Linked DNA regions of Ovis aries: region 1 is linked to region 2. Evidence: chromatin contacts called from public Hi-C data. All regions are on one chromosome and are shown on one strand. Each heading gives the region's core, a stretch centred on a gene start, on an enhancer-like site or on the middle of the called end of the contact. The rest is flanking DNA. Distances are from core to core; before and after follow the strand shown. Region 1 overlaps FYCO1 (FYVE and coiled-coil domain autophagy adaptor 1). Region 2 holds the start of CCR5 (C-C motif chemokine receptor 5).

The links. A called contact is a pair of places that touch in the nucleus more often than the background predicts.
Region 1: a Hi-C map of liver shows a contact between it and region 2, with 6 times the contacts expected there. The contact joins the enhancer-like site here to the promoter of CCR5 in region 2. A contact is called at or near these places in 11 of 16 Hi-C or Micro-C datasets (blood, hypothalamus, liver and 4 more).

The regions. Positions count from the first base shown.
Region 1 is chr19:53,284,334-53,287,033 of ARS-UI_Ramb_v3.0, forward strand. The region is part of intron 2 of FYCO1 (FYVE and coiled-coil domain autophagy adaptor 1); the gene reads left to right. XCR1 (X-C motif chemokine receptor 1) reads left to right here. Exons shown (of 7, transcript XM_060402614.1): 3 at 1-137; 4 at 655-885. Among named protein-coding and RNA genes, the nearest start is that of XCR1, 44 kb to the left of the region's middle. Within about 2 kb of position 1,403, at least 13 of the 54 cell types and tissues checked have an H3K27ac peak or open chromatin away from gene starts, as enhancers often do. A contact at or near this core is called in hypothalamus and liver, where this site is marked.
Region 2 is chr19:53,023,402-53,026,101 of ARS-UI_Ramb_v3.0, forward strand. It overlaps CCR5 (C-C motif chemokine receptor 5), which reads right to left and starts at 1,257. Exons shown (of 2, transcript XM_004018512.6): 1 at 1,179-1,257.

The DNA of each region.
Region 1 (2,700 bases), core at 153-2,652, 260 kb after region 2:
TTGTAAAAAGCAAAGCAGCTCATTTGAGTGTCAGAACTAAGGGGTAGGGCACAACTCAACCTCCATTTCGGCCCAGCAGCTCTCCTGGAAGTCCTGAGACTGTGACCCGCCTACTTTCCTCAGAAAGAACACTTAAGGTTGAGCAAACCTCCCTTCCGTGAGCACCATGTGTAATAGGCACACTGCCGGGCACGTTCCTAATTGTCTCTGAACTGTGCCTTCATTTGGGGACAGCGAAGAGGCCTAGAGGCCTTGCAGCCACCACATTCCTACGCTGGCGCTCCTGTACTTGTCATAGGGTTCCCTGTGACGGCCTCGGAGTCCAGTCCCCAGCAACCCTTTTCACGGCTGTTTTTAGCTGCTGCTTGCTGTCTCAACTCTTACCAGATGCATCCTCTGGTTAATGGTTTTTCTTGCAGTGGGTATGCAAACAAAACTGCGCGATGGCTCCGTGAGATGGGCACGGCAGATACTACTAATCACTACTAAGGTGGTGGCCAGCCGTCACAATGGTCCCCAGTGGTTTATGCCTCTGGTGTTCACATCCCTGAGCTGGCCTGACTTGGGTAGCAGGTGAGATAGTGCAGAAACGACAGTGCATGACTGCAGAAGCTTGGGCATAAAAATACTGTGGCTTCTGTCTTGCTCTCTTAGATTGCTCACTCTGGCGGAAGCCAGCTACCATGCCAGGAGGATACTCAAGCATCTCCACGGAGGACACCTGTGTCCAGGAACCAGGGCCTCTGTCCAGCAGCCATGTGAACAAAGCTGTCTTGGAAAGCAGAGCCCCCAGCCCCAGTCATGCCTTCAGATGACTGCAGCCCCAAAGGACATCTTGACCTCATTCCATGAAACACTACGAGCTGAAACCACCTCAGTGAGTCGGTGAGTCGCTCACAGATATTCGAACCACAGACAGATAATACTTACTGTGTGACCCACTACATTCTGACAGAGTTTTTAAGAGTGACAGATAATTAATATACCCATTACACAAGTGAGGAAGTGAGCCTCAGACACACAGTGATTACCCACAATTGCACAGCTAGAGCTATGGGAGAGCTGGGAAGAGAGCCCTCATCTTGTGACTGCTGATCCTCAGCACACGGGTTCTCTTACAGCCCCATGATTCAGCAGTTCTCCAATCTGCGTTCGGAAGAGGCAGACAGGAGGCTGCAGGCACAGTGCGGCAACTCCCTAGGCAACTGCGGCCACACCCAGGGAGGGAGCGGGGCTGAGACCCTCTGCTCCTGCTCATTGCAGCCCTCCTGAGCAGGAGGCACCAGAAACAGGGACTTCTTCCCATCAGGGCAGACCCATACCGGTGCAGGCTCACACATGTGTTCCAGCCTCAAGCCCTACGACAAAGCAAACTGCAGCCGACCCACGATGCTACTGGTCCTGCAGGGCTGCGGTGGGAAAGCTTTGTGGTGTCAGGGCTTGCACGTAAGATCCTGCCTGCAACACAAGGTCTGGCCTTGCCTCCCAGCTTCCTCCCTGCTGATTCATGCGTCCACTTCAGAGAAGTCACCCCACTGAAGGGTATTTTCAGTTCTCATGTGACTCACCAGCCATGTGACCACCAGTGCCCCCTCTGCAAGCAGGGCCCATGGGCGACGTGAGCCCTCTGTACTGACAGAGTGTGGTGGACACGGGGTCAGCAAGTGACAAGTCTAGCTGGTTCTGTTTTCTTGTCCTTCCAGCTGGGTTGGACTTATTCCAGCAAGAGCTATGATGGTCCCCTGGGAGGCGGGCGGGACTGCAAGGCAAGTCTGGAGGGTAGTTGAAGATAAAAGGGCAAGAAGGGTTATGTAGTCCCTGCTAGTCTCCAGGGTCCCTAGCGAGGCTGTCAGCCAGGAAGCAATGAGATAGAGCCCTAAGGCAGGGCTGGGCTTCCCAGCAGAGACAGGCTCATCGTGGGCCAAGGAAGCAACAGAGAGTAGCCCCTGGCTGTGCAGGAGACCTACCTGTGGGAGCATGAGGGAGAGGCCTAAGGTGGTGAAATTCCTTGATAAGGGGCCTAAAAGGTCCAGCAGAGAGGCTTGTGCCTAGGTCCTCCTGTGGCGTTCAAAGGCCTCCACAGTAGGAGAGGTTTTTTAAAAATAGGGTCTAAGACACTTGCATTCTAATCTAAACCCAGGATCATATTACCTGGATCACTTTGGTAAAGTTGTTGGCCCATCTGTGCCTCAGTTTCTTCATGAGCAGAGTCAAGTGAATGATTTTCTGAGTTCCTTGGAGCCCAAGGATTCTGCAGACCTCCCTTAGAGTTTGCCATTGGCAAGGAGCCTCTAAACCTATATTGTCCCACAGAAATAGTAAGTAAGCCACACATGCAATTTAAAATTTTCTACTGCACATATTTTTAAAATTCTAAGAATAGGTAGAATTGATTTTAAGAGTATCTTTTATTTAATCTGTCTAGAATGTTGCCATTTCAACATGTGGCCAATTTATTACATTTACTAATAAAATATTTTGCATTCTCTTTTTTTGTACTATATCTTCAATATCTGGTTTGTAATTTTGTACTTAAGCGCATTTTAATAGGGACCAGCTGCATGTCCCCGGCTCAGTAGCCTGAGTTGTATCCCTGACCTGTGAAGAAGGAGGAGACCGCCCCCTGGTGGGAAAAAACAGGAAAGTACATGAGAGACTGAGGTGCTTTGGACTGTGAACTCTCACGTCCATTTTCTTGGC
Region 2 (2,700 bases), core at 7-2,506:
CATAGCATCATTAGGAGCTTGCTGGTGATAATGAACAGTTCTCTAGGGCACTTTGCCTGCTAAGCACTGTTCTAAGCTTCACTTCACTCATTCAGTTAATCCTCAAGGTGACTCAGTGAGGCAGGTCAGGTTTATTTTCCCCGTTTTGCAAATAAGAACCTCAGAGCACAGAGAAGATGAGTAACTTCCCCAAAGACCCACAGGGAGTAAGCAACTAATTTTGAAGGCAGTCAGTGCTGACTGTAACTTATCTGCTGTGGTCCCTGTCTTTCACTCCTTGGTGAGAGAACTACAAGCAGGATTGTCAGCCTGGAGCCTTGATGTAGTCAAAATGAGACAGACTGATGCCCGAGTCCCTGGAGAAGGTCATAGGAGCCAGCAGCCAGTTGTCAAGTCCCGATTGCCATTCTCATATTTTCTCTGAAGTTTGTGTTTGTAGTTTCTGAGCTGCTATGATTAAGGGACCCCCTCCCCTAATACATAAGAAGTGGTCAAGTGGACAGTGTTTCATCTCCTAGCATACATCCTGTATTAGCTTAGTTCCTTCACAACCCACTAACTTGCCTGGTCTATTTAGGTCCCACCGCTTGACTGAGAATTTTCTCTAATTAGTCCCTGTGAGACTCAAGCTCCCAGTACCTCAGATTAAGCAGCTGGGAAAAGCTCACAGAAAAATCTCACCTTTAAATTCTGAGCCAGAAAAAGAATCAACTAGATTTGCTATGAAAGTTGATTTGATATTTATAACTTGTTATTAATTTGGACAATTTTCAGGCTTCCTTCTTTTCTTGGCAGAAATAAAAGGAGACTTAGACACAGCTTCTGGCTGGGCACATGTTCAGAGGGCATCCTGCTGAGGAGGTTTTATTTCTCCTAACCAAAAGATCATGTCTGTCAAAGTTTTGGCCAGTAATTATTCTCTGAAAATATCTTTCTTTTGAAAGGTGAGGGCTTTTTATAGTCTTCCATTCATAATCCTGTTTTGTATCTTTGATGTTATCACAGCCTGAAACTGATTCTAAACTCTTAACTTTTTCCTTACTTAAAGATTATAGTTTAAGATAGTTCAGTGAACGCCTGGTGTATTTCTGATGTTTTCTATGGTTTCCTGTAAAGGCTTTTACTCATCACTCAAGCTGCGCTAAGAAATAGGCAAAGTTAGCTGAGAGATAACTTACCGAGAGAGATTCTCGTAGGGGAACGGATGTCTCAACTCCTCTGACCAGCTGAGCTGTGCAAGTCAAACATATAGACAGCATAAAAGTAGGAAATGCACAGTTTCTTCTGAATTGGGGGCGGAGTTTTACTGACTAAGTATCTGGCCGTGCAAAAAATCATCAAAGACCAGTCCTTTTTTTTTTTTTTTCTTAAATTGAGCTTAAAATAGACAGAAAATAGATGTCTAATCTGAAACTTTATTCATGGGTTTCCCTGACTACGCAATTTCTTTTTGCTTCTTAGTTCACCCAACTACCCAAATGGTTAGAAAAAAGAAGGAATTAAAGGATATTAGAACTAGAAGAACATGAGCATCTAGTCAAAGGGCCATGTTTTACTGAAAGAAACTTCTGTCCAAGGGACAAATGATTTGTACTAGACTGTAGGGCTTATCAATGGGGAGGCTCAGAGGGTGAGAGATTCTGACCCACTTGCTATTTGTGGAAGCCAGCTGAAACTGACTTTAAAGTGGAGGGAACCTCTCACATTAACCCTGTTATCCCCCTAAACCTGGGCTTCCCAGCTGGCTCAGTGGTGAAGAACCTGCTTGCTGACACAGGAGATGTGTGTTTGATCCCTGGGATGGAAAGATCGCCTGGAGGAGGAAATGGCAAACCACTTAAGTATTCTTGCCTAGAAAAATGGATGGAGGAGCCTGGTGGGCTACATACAGTCCATGGGTTTGCAAGAAATCTGACACAACTGAGGGACTGAGCATGCACGCCCCCCCCCCCGGCTTTGTTCACTCCCTCACTACCCCTTCTTTCCTCCCGCAACTCACACACATACACTCATCACCCAATACTATTTTCCTCTGCAAACTAAAATAGCTGGCTGCTTAAGGGTTTTTACTGTACGTTCACCTGTGAGCTGAATGTATTGCCCATCTTTCTCCAGATCAAGTACCTTGAGGCCACGTCATTATAAAATGTTACCCTCCTTGTTCACCGTTTTGCGGCCCTCCAAGGCAGCCCGTGTTTGTGGGTAGTTGTACTGTGCCAGGGACATAGGTAGCAGAGTCCCACACTCCAAGGATACAGTCTATCTGGAATTTCTCTTGAGAATTTTTCAACATGAAACAGGCAGCAAATGGCACAAGAAAAGGGTCAAGCTCAGGATTCTATTTCAATATCTGCAGTCACCCCAGGCTTCCTTGGTGGTTGGTTACTTATCTAAAAACCTCAATTGTTGACAGCAGAACCGAGAACATAGAACAGAACTGAGAGCCAGCCCCGAGCCACAGGAGGGCCCTCTGCATGCTTTTGTTTCCTCCGCCACAGGCTAAGAAACACGCCAGCGCGGACTGCGACCTGAGAAGACCCCAAACCTGCTGAAGTGGGCTCTGCAGTCAATTGCCTGAACTCAAAGCCTGGCCCTACCCTCAGCTTTCTCATTTGTGGAATGGGCTGGATAATGGTAGTTGCTCCTTGGGATTGTTGGGAGGATTGCTTGAGACATCCAAGTTGAGAATGTAGCGTATAA